3 separate regions of the Zea mays genome follow, and regions 2 and 3 are each linked to region 1. The links are chromatin contacts, called in public Hi-C maps. All regions are on one chromosome and are shown on one strand. The core of a region is the stretch at or near the end of the contact, and the rest is flanking DNA. Distances in the headings are between cores, read along the strand shown. Region 1 holds the start of LOC100274537. Region 2 holds the start of LOC100271891 (ameiotic 1). Region 3 holds the start of LOC100277588.

Region 1 (4,106 bases), core at 596-3,095:
TAGGCCAGATGATGCCCACCATGGAGAAGGGCAGCGACAACACTAGGTACCCTGCGACGACAGTGTTGGCTACCAGCACGGAGGTGAAGGCAGGGAAGTTGTCGAACATGGACTGGAAGGAGTTGGTGAACATGGACCGCCTCTCGTCGATAGTGCTCGTGAAGAGGGCGGTCACAACGTCGGGCCCAAAGCGGACAACCTCGGCAACAAGTCGACCACGACCAGGCAGCGCCGGAACCCCTCGGTGCCCGAGCTCAGTAGGAATGGGAGACCACTGCCACCAGTGGTCGTCTTGTGCAGCACCGTTAACAGCTAAGACTATCTGTAGTGCAGATTACTCCATATCCTTACTCTATATTACCCTTTATAGTCTAGTCATCAAAATGCAAACCAACCCTCCGTGCAACCGTGCAAACTTCTAATCTGAACCACATGATGTTGATCCAAGGGGACGTGCGGAGGAGTGGGAGGGGGATTTGAAAAGGTGTGATTAGCAGCGGACGATTAAGTGTAAAATTATCCACACCTCTGCGTCCCTTGGATCAACATCATGTGGTTTAGATTAGAAGTTTGCACGGTTGCACGAAGGAGTTGGTTTGCACCAGATACATTTCCCATCAAAATTCATTACTATATATTACAATCTTCTGCGCCCATATCTCTCTCTATATCCCCTCTATATCAATTATTACATATTCTATTTATTATGATCGAAATTCTATATTTTTTGTGCACAACACGTACTTTTGATATGGATAGAGATGGCAATGGGTAAATACCCACCGGGTATTACTACCCCATACCCATACCCACGACACAAAAATAACCCCACTAGGTCACCCACATACACTGGTGGGTATGAATTTACCCCCATACCCATACCCATGTGGGTATGGGTCACCCATCGGGTCACCCGTACCCACAAAAATTAAACATCTATCAAAATATTATACTATACAAATGTCAAGTATATCCATATAAATACCATAACAAAATTTTCTAGCATCATTTAACCATCCATTCAACACACCAAAGATAATTGGATAAAGTAGTAACACTAGGATAGTACTACATAGCACATTACATGTTCCATTACATGGTCATTAAATTGTCATTAAGTCTTCTATGACATTATGGTCTAAAAGGTTGTTAAATAGTAAAAAAGATGAATGACTAAAGTACAAGTTCATGCTTGGGCTAAGTTTATATTGGGTATTTATACCCACGGGTTAACGGGTATGGGTGAAGACGGAACGTTCTAATATTCGTTTACCCATTGGGTGGAGATTTTTGCCCAATAATAAACCCACGAGTATAATATTTAGTCTATATATATACCCTAATGGAGTAAATACCTATCGGGTATCAGGTCGCGGGTACCCATTGCCATCTCTAGATATGGATAAGACTTCTATCGTAATTATTGGTGTCCGCTATATCTGACGCAATATTGTGGATGCATAAGGATATAGAGAGCTATAGCGGAAACCGTTGCACATATTTTTAAGCTCCAGTTACCTGTATGCGCGTTTACCGGAAGGATTTCTGTAGGCCAGTGCAGATACCCTAAGGAAAGGGAGAGATATTTCGGTCCAACAGGGATACATGCCCACTTATCAGACTAGTTAAACATCCGGATGTGTATTTTGACGAAGTGATCTACTCGATTGACCTATTTTTACAAATTCATTGTAGAGTGATCTATTTTGGTAAATTCAATGTGCCGGAGAGGCCCAAACCGACGAGGGGGGGTTCTCAGCTCTGGGCAGTGGCCGCTTTGAGTGGGCCGGGCCGCACCGCGCGAAACGATGAGATGGGATGAGCCGATGAGGCCGCATCGGTGACGACGATCCAATTCCAATCTTAGCCAGACCCGGAGGCAGCAGCGACCAGCGAGCGACGCCGGCCGGCCATGCTCTCCGCCGCTGCGTCCGCCATACCCAGGCTCCGCTTAGCGTCGGGCCCGCGGCTGAGGCGGCCGTCGGCTAGGACGCACTGGCCGCGGCCACTCTCGTCCTCCAGCCACGTAACGCCCGTGGCGGCTGCGGGGGCTGGGGAGCTGGAGCCGCCGGACCTCACCCGCTTAGCCAACGCCGCGCGCATCTCGCTCTCCCCGCAGGAGGTCAGTCGCCGTCCTGCTTTCTTTCTCTTGATGCCAAACATGTGATGCTCTGTGCACATGAGAGGCTGACGCTTTGCTTGTGTTCTCTGTGTGCTCAATCGCCAGGCCGAGGACTTCGAGCCCAAGATTCGTCAGGTTGTGGATTGGTAAGTTTCTGCTACCTGTTCTCTTCTTCTCGCGAGTGGATGATTGAAGGGGCGGTTTGTAGTGCTTGTTGCAGCTCATAAAATTCTGCGAGACGGTGTAGTCTTTCTACTAGGAATGCTCTGCCGTGGGTTTAGATAGTTTCTTAGTCTGTATTTTTTTTTTTGATTGGGGGACCAATGAACACATGCCGTAGTGCATTGCTAATTTCAGACTGGAAATGCGTTGGATGATTCAGATACTGAGTAATGTTAGTACCTTGTGCAGATTGCAATATATCTTACTATGATACCTCTAAAGTCAGCGATTTAAGTCCCTCTCACTTTAAGTTAGAGGAGACTCATCCCTGAAGTCATCCAGATATACACATCGTTCTCACAACTTCACCATGAAAACAATATAGCTGCCAATTGTTGTAGAAGATGTTGAGTAGAAAACACATGAAAAGTTGAAGGCCAACACCCTTGCACCAATGAAGGCACCTTTCTAGGATGAATGGGACGCTGCTTTTAAAAGATGAATATGGCAGCATTATTTTTTCTAGTGAACAATGCAATATGAACATGTTAATGGACCACATCTAGTTCCTGTGGCAGAACACCACAAATGTCACAAGCTCTGCCACAGTTAAGTTTTTTCTCTCGAATGCACAGGAGGACTGCACCATTTTATAAATTAAGAAGAGAGGATACATGGTCAAAAGAAGACCAAAAATACAAAAGTAAACTAAGGAATCCTTACTGAGGCCAGAAACATGCATATATAAACTGGTCCATAGGAACACAGACACTACTAAAGACTAAGAAGCCTCCTTCCCTCAAGTAGCAGGAAGTGGGGCTGCCAGGGAGGATAATACCTTGGCACCAGCAACCTCCCACAAACTCCTCTCATCTTCAAACTGCTTGAGGATTAAAGGCAGGCTAGGAGACCCATTGTCAAAAAAAACACCTATTACGATGAAGCCAGGTCAACCAAGCTCCCAAGATGATAAGGGAGTTGAGACCTTTCATGCAGAGCCCATTTAGTGTCTCTGAGGCATTTTCCCACCATTCCAAAAAGGAGGAGCTAAGGAGTACATACCAAACTTTCTCAGCACCTTATACCAGAAAACCCTTGCAAAAACACATGTGACAAGCAAATGATTTGTAGTTTCAGAATCCTGATCACATAAAGGGCATTTGCTTGGGTGATTTAATCCTCTCTTGGCGAGTCTATCTGCTGTCCAGCATCTGATCTGGGTAACAAGCCAAATGAAAAAAACGATATTTTGGTGGAGCCCATGTTTTCCACACTCGCTTATAATGCCTGAAATAGCATGATCCCATAAAAAGACCTTTATAGGCAGACTCTGCAGAGTATCTACGATCTGAAGCAATGCTGAAAATATGCTTATCCTCCCTGTCAGGTTGCAACTCAAAACCAGAAAGCATCTCCCAGAGACGAAGATAACCTGATAAAGCTTCAACAGTGAGCCTCCCCCCCCCCTAATGTCAGCAATCCATTGACCATTGGATAAAGCTTCTTGTACAGTTCGTTTCTGAGCAAATCTCTTATGCTCCGTTTGGATGTTGGAATTGGAGATGGTGGAATTGAATTGGATCCAATACCAAATCAGCCTGGCTTTGGAAATCGGATCCAATACCAAATCCAGTTCAATTCCGAGCAAATCAGAGGGTGGAGGGTCGGAATTGGAGAGTGGAGGCGTGTGTAGAGTTGAATACCGGCTGGAATTTGGTGGATTTCCAATTCCAAATACTGTGACCATCCAAACACCAGAATTCGGGTTTGTCAATTCCAATTCTGAATTCCGAGTCTAAATTCCAACATCCAAACGCACTGT
Region 2 (4,106 bases), core at 698-3,197, 200 kb before region 1:
CAACAAAATACTTGTAAATAATAACTCATGGCTTTTTTTGAATAAGATGAGTTATTAAAGTTTTAAATAAAATCTAACATGTCATATATTTATAAACGTGAGAGGTATTAGACTAAATATAGCTCTAATAAACTAGCCAAAAACAGTTAGCACGCTGAAGGTCTGGTAACGTGGTGTTCTCGTTCCGTTTCTCGTGCATGGAGTGTTACTGTGTCAGGTGCATGTGCATCTTGCAGACCCAGACGGCCGGGCGGAATCGGACTATCGCAGGGCGTTGCAGGTGGGGCCCTACGCAGCAATGATGCTGACCCCGCGCCCCGGGCCAACAATTTGCTTAGGCTATCCGCAAACTTTATCCTTAAATTTTTCCTCCTATATCACTTTTTTCCTCTATTTTTCTCCCTACTTTTTTTATCTCCCGCAGCGGTTCCCCCTAAATACTCTCTCTATACCCCACTACCACTATAAAATATCATTTTCTATACCAACTATCAATTTTTTATCTATTAACAATTACTCGTACACTCACAGCACAGTGTTTATGGTGATAAACAGTGACACGCTAGATCTGGGGGGAGAGAAGGAGACCGATATATAGGGGGCGCTATAGGGGGCACCGCTGCGGCCATAGGGTGCCCTCTACAGCCGACATGCAAGGGGAGGGGGACGGTAGCGTCGACCGCTGCAGTCAGTCTTAGCACTGCCCACTGCGTAAAAGGTCGCACACCTCAAAAATCAAAATCCTATATAAAAAACAATAATATTTATAATGTATTATTATAATTATTATTAGATCCGTAAAAGGAGAAACGGGGAGTGCATTGCTGCGTGCGTGGATCGATTCACGGCTTCACGCTTGACGACGTGACTACCTCTGCCTCCGCAAGCGTGCATGCAAGCAAACCGTAGACAGAATCCTCGCACACGCACGCACCAAGAGCGCGTGTGGAGAGATCATCCCATGCACGCCTGCGTCCGGGCCGTGCATCTGTAGCTACTACTAGTAGCTAACAGTGGCAGCGTTGCCAGCGTACCCACATTTATTTATTAGTACGGCCTGTGCCTGCAACTGCAAGCAATTGGTTTCTTCTCTGCTTTGCTCCGCCCGCCTCCGCCTCATCATCATCACAGCCCCCGGCGGACCCCGCCCCGATCCCAAGTGCCACAATGTCAACCCAAACTCCCCCATGCGCGTGTGCCGGCGCGCCCGCGCCATCGTTTCGCAAGCGTCGTCCTTGTAATGGTGCGCCGCGCGCTCTCGCCCGACAGATGGGGTCCACAAGGTCTCGCGCGCTTCGCCACCGCTACTTGGGCACCGCATATATCGTCGTCGCCCGCACAACACCCACCCGTCTGCCGTGCCGGGCTGCCTGCAGACACGTCTGGTCCGCGGGCAGAGCGGGCCCACGTGTCATAGGCTCGATCCCCCGGCAGACCAGGTGCGGGCCGTTCCGTGAGGAGGTTGCTGCTTGCTGCCCTCTGCGACGAGCCTGGCTGTCCTAGATTTTTCTCTCTCTACAACGGCATCAGCATCACACACGCGCTGCACCCTGCCACCCCACTCCTCTCTCTAGAAAAAGGATTCTCCTCCACGGCACTATCTAGTCCCCGGCTCCCCGCACGACGAGGCGGACACGGTGATCAACGAGGTGAGGCAGCCGGGGGAGAAGAGGCGGAGCCCCAGCCCCCCGACGCCGATCGATCACGGAACAACAAAAACCCTAGCGCCCCACCTCCCGACCCACGGCGCCTGCCTCCACTCCACTACTCCCCACCATGAACTAGCTCGATCGCCTCCCCAAAGCTCCCCCCGCCTTTCGGGATCGATCGTCCCCAGGTACATCGATCAGAGAATAAGCACTCCACTAGAATTGTCTAGCGACCCAATTTTCTCGCCACATTTCGGCCTGCCTCTACTTTTCTTTTTGATTCGATCCCACCCCGATCCCAGAAGCAGCAGCAGCAGCAAGTAAATACCACACAGGTGAGTAGTGGCCTAATTGCTCTGGCATATGTATGCGTCGTGGGTATTCTTCTGCGATCTATTTCTAACCGCGCCCTGCTGGTAGCAGTGTGTGTTCATCCGGTCTCTCATTCTTCTTCGTTCTGATCCGGGCCATTTTTCTCCATCTGGTTCGTTCCCTTCTCTCAATTTGATGCGAAAAGGGCGTGACCTAAAACCCGCTTGATCAAAACGAACTGTTGTACGGGTGTACTGCACTGCTGCTATAGGTGTCTGATGCTGTTGGGTTTTTTGCTAGAGAGGCTCCGGGCACGAGGAAGCCGCGCACGCGGACCACTTCCTACCGCGCTGCGCGATTCCGCGGCAGTGCCAAAAAGCTCGCTGGTTCTATACTTCGATCGCAAAAGCAGCTCGTTTTTCCTTTCCGATCTCTGCTGCCTTGTCGCTGTTTCCTCGGGCCTCGCTTGCTTTTGCTTCGATCGATCCGTGCGGTTGCGGCTTGCCGCTAGCAGCAGAAAGCAGCTTGCAGGTTCTTCGTACAAGCGACTTTTGCCACATAACGCGCTGCTGCTAGACGAGACGAGATGAGGCGCGCTCTCTTTTCCCCTTGAAGCGTTCAACCTCAGACTCAGTTTGGTGACTTTTGTTGCCTGCCTTTTGGTGCTTTGGTTTGGGAACTAGAGTTTTGAATGTTTTTTCTTCGAACTTACAATTTATAAATCTCGCCAGTTTGGTCGGAAAATGCCAGTGCGCATTATTATTAGTTCATCTATATGCGGGTCAATTTGGATGGGTTTCGAAAATTTGTTATCATTTCGATCATCGAAGGGTCTCTGTCCTTCTTGCTTAACTCTTTTTGAACTATATATATATACTTGTCTTGATCGGTGGGTTTGTTTGCCCGTTTGCTTTTGCAGGAGACCCAAAAAAAACTCTGAGGACCCGCATGCAGATGGACGTAGAGACGGTGCAGGCGGGTCCTGCGCTCGCGGCTCATCTGCAGCTGCAGGCATCGCCGGTACGTACGTGTCGGGCCAGTCCGGTCTTGCTACACGTCGTAGACGCTAGCTGCGACTTTTGCCAGTTCGATTATTACCTTTTGCTTTCTGTGATCTGGGTATGGTGGTGATCTGTTGGTTTCTCTTTCCACTGACCTACTGCTGCGGCTGCGCGCGGTCAGTTACAATGATATAGGATATTGTGCGCCGCTTTATTAGTTGCTTTTTGGGTGATTAATTCGATATTTCGCTGGATCGATGTTTAATTTGAGATGTATAGTTACTGAGATGTACTGTAGTCGATATATCCTTTGATTTGATGCTCTCGCAAGTAGTTTATTGTCCGTGGTAGTTATCTGGACTCAAGAGCCGCTGATGGGTTCAACTTGTTAGACTGATCTTGCTTATTTTAATACAAGTGCATGAATGCTATATATAGGTTGACAAAAATAGTTAGTGTGAAAACAGCAAGGCATGGTCATTTCTCCAACGTGAGCCTTGTTAAAATCTGCTGAGCACATTAAGTGCGGCATTTTGAAAATTGCTGAACCGTTGCTTGATTTGGAATAGTGTACTTTCTATAGTGTTGCCTATATATGGACTCTACTAGAGGACAGTACAACGTACTACTAGTTTGTTCAGTTAATTATACGTGCATTGGTAGCTGATGAGGGAACATGGCTGTTAAAAGAATACTCCATCCGTTTCTTTTTAGTTGTCGCTGGATAGTTCAATTTTGTACTATCCAGCGACAACTAAAACGAAACGGAGGGAGTAACAATTAATAGGGTCTGTTTGGAAGCACACCCAGCTTTGAAAAAATAGATTATAGAAACTAGGGTGCTTTCAAACATGCCAATTTTTTTGCTCCAGTTTCAAAAAACTGGATTCCCAGCTTCTAATAAACCAGGAAGCTAGCCTTTTCTATTTAAAACCGGTTTTTTGCCTCGCAAATTTCGTACTGTTCTTAGTTGGTTTTGTGGAAATTATGGTGATTGCCACCGCTCCAGACCTATGCATGCGATCATCTCGATGTCTGCTCTATCGGATTTGAATGGTTAATTATTTGAAAATTTTGAATTAAAAATATGAGTTTAACCTATATTATTTATATATGGCAACAAATAAAAAGGGGATAATATAAT
Region 3 (4,106 bases), core at 1,134-3,633, 160 kb before region 1:
GCCGCGTTCGTGCGGAGCCACGACGCGACAACAGACGAGGTCTTCTCAGCTTTAAAAAAAACACACACACACAAAACAATAATAACACCTCGCTCAATCGTGCTGGGCTTAACGGTTTCCATCACGAATTAATTCCTCCCTACGTATCAAATCTGACAGCTCTCGTGCTTGCCGACGCTTTCCTATTCGATCGCCACAATCAATCAACAAATCGTATTGATGGATTCGGGATAAACGTTGAAAGTTGAAACGGTTGTCTGCAGATAGAATTTGATCGAGACGGGCATGCACTGATGCAGTCTATATATCATTAAGGTCATTTCCAGCAAATTCTCTATCACGTTCTCTATTTTATCCTCTATTTTAAACTTTTCTTTCTCTTTAAACAGTATCGAACAATATCATTCGTAGTTTCGTAGTTTCCTATTTTACACGATATACTGAAAATAAGCTTAGAAACTTGTAAAGAACTAACCAGTCTCAGACGCAGTACGGGGTGAATTATTATGGGTTGCTAGTTCTATTCGTCTGCCTGTTCGTTTGAAACACACGTATCAATCAACAAATCTGTCCGCACGGAACGGAGCTGCCGTTGTCTTGGCTCGCTCCAGAGTCTTGGAACGCGTCCACGTCCTCGTCCCGTGCTATGCTAAATATCCCTTTCCTGCATACAGATATCTCAAGAGCACCCTCTACTAATGTGTCTAAGTGATAGTTCACTGATAAAACAAAAAAACGGGCGGCACCGGAATGGACAAAGTTCACGGTAGACGCCATGCCGTCGACGCGACAAAAGTTTTCACGATAGATCCGCGCCACACACGTTGGATGGTTGTGTACTTGCCCCTTTTTCAGGGTAAATCTCACCGTAGTGCATATACTTCATGTAAAATCAAAACAGAGGGATCTCACAGTACCGCTTTGGAACGCACGGATTTCTTCACAGGGAACCATATAGAAACTTGTTCACATGAGTCGATTTTCTTGTTTACTTTACAGGAACAAACACAATGTTGAGCACCATATGAGCCACCTAGAAAAGTTCGGACGGTCTGGCTACAAGGATCGAACGATTTGGATCGTGGATGGTCCGTCTTGGCCGCAGACAGTATGCGATTAGATCAGATCAGACGTGATTAACTCTTTTTTCTGTGCGTGTTTATCCATCTAAACTCGCAGCTATTGGAGAACGCTTAGGAACAGGTCTAGACTTTCCCACTATATACATGAAAGGGTACGGTCGATTGCGCACACCAACAATCGAACCAATCAACCAGTTTATTAATTTCTTTACTTTCTTGTCCTATGAGTAGCAGTAATGTAGTCTTTTTCGTCTCTATCTTCACCTCTATTCGACTTTGGTCGTCTCGAGGCGTCTTGGGTGGCGCCGACCCCAAGATAAACCATAGGATCTCTCCTCCTGACGGGTCCCTCCCGAAGGCGAGATCTAGGTGTTGTTGGTGAACACCATCATCCATGCGCACACACGAAACGCCCGGCATCAGTCGTGGACCGTCCGACTCGACGCAGGAAAACTCGCACAGTCCGGCCTTATGCCGCGGAGCGTCCGTGCTGCCAAAGAGAGCCCATCAGACAAAACAACTCTCAATGATTGCCGATTATATCCACGCCATCACAAAAAATAAGAAAAAAATATTTCACTCTAAAGGAGTCTTTTAATGCACTAGAACTAATAGTTAAAACGAATAGATAGCTGCTAAAATTAGTTGAGTACATTCAAGTAATTTAATTAATAGCTAGCTAACTAATTTCATTATAATTCTTTTTAGCCAACTAATTTTTAGCTCTAGTGAATTCAAACACCTCCTTAGAGCATGTTCGGTTGCATATAGATTGGAGGAGATTAAATACCTTCCTAATTAAAATTGAATAGAGTATATTTTAATCCTCATCGATCTCCTTTTATCCATACTTAATCGAACAAGACATAAGGTGGCCTGTTTAGCAATGGAAATGGAGAAGAATTGTGATGTTCGATGTCGAAATTGCGAGGAAAGAAAAGGTATAAAAGGCGAGCAGAATTGTTTACGTAGGAAAGCCAAATATCTAATCATAACAATGATTTTCAGTACTGGATTGGATCCCACTTCGAGCCGGAGGAGGGAAGGGCCCCACCTCGAGAAGGGGAAAAGGCCGAAAAGAAGCGGAGGCGGATGAGACATGTTCATTCGGGGTCGGGGGTCGTGACATGTACTTTATGCGAATTTGGCGGAAGTTCTCTTTCCGGTGGTGCCCTTTGAATGTGTGTCATTTGATTTGGTAGTATTGCAAAAAGTTAAGTGTCCCCCGACCCCGAGACGGTCGACGCACACGCATCAAACCCACCCCCTCGTCCAACTTGCTCCCAAATCCAAACGACAAAATGCTCCTCGCTGCGGTTTGATCGAGGCCGCGGCCCCCCGAACCCTCGCCTCGCCTCCCCCTCCCGCCGCCGTCATGGACGACGACCGCGACCACGACCAGGACCCCGATGCGTCGTCGCCGGCCGCGCCGTGGCGGCGGTCCGTGAAGCGGAAGCTGGGCGCGGAGGCGGGGGACGAGGCGGGCCCCGCGGCGCGGGTCGAGGCGGAGGACGAGCGCGCGGCGCTGCGGGAGGCGGCGGCGGCGGCCCAGTCCACGGCGTCGGCGCTGCGGGTCGAGGTCGAGGAGGAGCGCCTCGCCGCGGCCAGCGCCGCCAGCGAGGCCATGGCCATGATGCTCCGCCTGCAGCGCGACAAGGCCGAGGTCCAGATGGAGCTCCGCCAGTTCCGCCGTTTCGCCGACGAGAAGATGGCGCTCGACGCCGCCGAAATCGACCAGCTCCGCGCGCTCCTCGCCCAGCGCGCGCGCCGCCTGCTGCGCCTGCGCTCCAGGCTCCGCGAGTACAGGCTGCAGTGCCTCCACCTCGGCATCCCGCTTCCCGAGGGCGAGGACCTCGTCGCCCAGAACGCCGCCGAGGAGGAGGAGGAGGACCTCCTCCTGCTCGAGGGCGAGGAGGGCTACATCGTTGGCGATGGAGGGTACTACTACCCTGAGCTCCGCTGCAACGACGGGGAGTACTACTACGAGGACGGGCGGGAGGAAGAGGACGTGGTTGCCCTCGATCTGGAGCGCCGGATCTGCCTTCTCGAACACGATCAGGAACCTCGCCTGCTTGAGCCACCGCATGAGAAAGAGGAAGGTACCCACCTTTACACAGATGAAGTGTTGCCGGACATGTCTGAACATGAACTGGGTGGCCTCTATGCCGACGAGATGTTATCTAAGGAGGATGTGGAAACAATGAACAACCTCCACAATGATGATGAAGAACTGCCAGAGTCGCCTACTGCTGGAAATGATGACGGGGAGGAAGCAAGCGAGGCTGACGGTGCTGACAGTGTAAGTGGCAGTGGCAGTGATAGGGTATACACCATTGACAAGGTGCATCAAGGTGCAGCAATGCCTATTGCAAGGGTCGTGGATAAGTACCAAGGGGAGGCAGTGGAGCCGGACATTAAGAAGCTTTACATGAGGCTGGAGGCACTGGAGGCCGATAGGGAGTCGATGAGGCAGGCCCTTGTGGCAATGCGCACAGAGAAGGCACAACTTGTGCTTCTTCGTGAGATTGCGCAGCAGCTTGCCAAAGATGGAGTTCCAGTTGGGCCGGGAGCTGGGGCGGGGCCAGGTGTACACCATTTGCCTAGAAAACACGCAGTTGGGATTGTAGAAAGGAGATTCACAGAGGACAAGAAGGCGATACTTGTGAAGACATTTTCCATGGCTGCCTTGTTCAAGGTATGCTGCTTGTTTTACTGATAGGACACTAGCAGTGCAAAACATTGCAAGATTTTGCTGGAGACCTCCTTCAGTTAGTAGATTATTAATACTGTGGTTTATTAAGATCTAACAAGTCTTGATGGTTGCATGCTGGTTTAGTATACAAATCACTTGTAGATTAATTCATTTGATCGAGTAGGATGTTGCTATCTATTATGTATGAGCACTCTAGCATATATTTGAGCATATTTAGGAATTATTGCTGTAGAATGTAGAATATTGCTGTTGCTGTAATGCAGTATGTAGCTGTTCATTTTATTAGTCTGTACAACTCTAAAATTCAAATG

The links. Hi-C and Micro-C count contacts between places; a contact is called where the count stands out from the background.
Region 2: a Hi-C map of leaf shows a contact between it and region 1, with 5 times the contacts expected there. The contact joins the promoter of LOC100271891 here to the promoter of LOC100274537 in region 1. A contact is called at or near these places in 8 of 25 Hi-C or Micro-C datasets (bundle sheath, ear, endosperm and 3 more) and 1 of 3 datasets of contacts at active chromatin or transcription factors (leaf).
Region 3: a contact with region 1 is called in a Hi-C map of ear, with 1.9 times the contacts expected there. The contact joins the promoter of LOC100277588 here to the promoter of LOC100274537 in region 1. A contact is called at or near these places in 3 of 25 Hi-C or Micro-C datasets (ear, leaf and tassel).

What each region holds. Positions count from the first base shown.
Region 1 is chr5:16,522,443-16,526,548 of Zm-B73-REFERENCE-NAM-5.0, reverse strand. It overlaps LOC100274537, which reads left to right and starts at 1,845. Exons shown (of 5, transcript NM_001148893.1): 1 at 1,845-2,122; 2 at 2,228-2,268. The coding sequence starts at 1,913.
Region 2 is chr5:16,721,870-16,725,975 of Zm-B73-REFERENCE-NAM-5.0, reverse strand. It overlaps LOC100271891 (ameiotic 1), which reads left to right and starts at 1,947. Exons shown (of 11, transcript NM_001146066.1): 1 at 1,947-1,984; 2 at 2,881-2,981. The coding sequence starts at 2,916.
Region 3 is chr5:16,687,453-16,691,558 of Zm-B73-REFERENCE-NAM-5.0, reverse strand. It overlaps LOC100277588, which reads left to right and starts at 2,383. Exons shown (of 3, transcript NM_001374017.1): 1 at 2,383-3,777. The coding sequence starts at 2,458.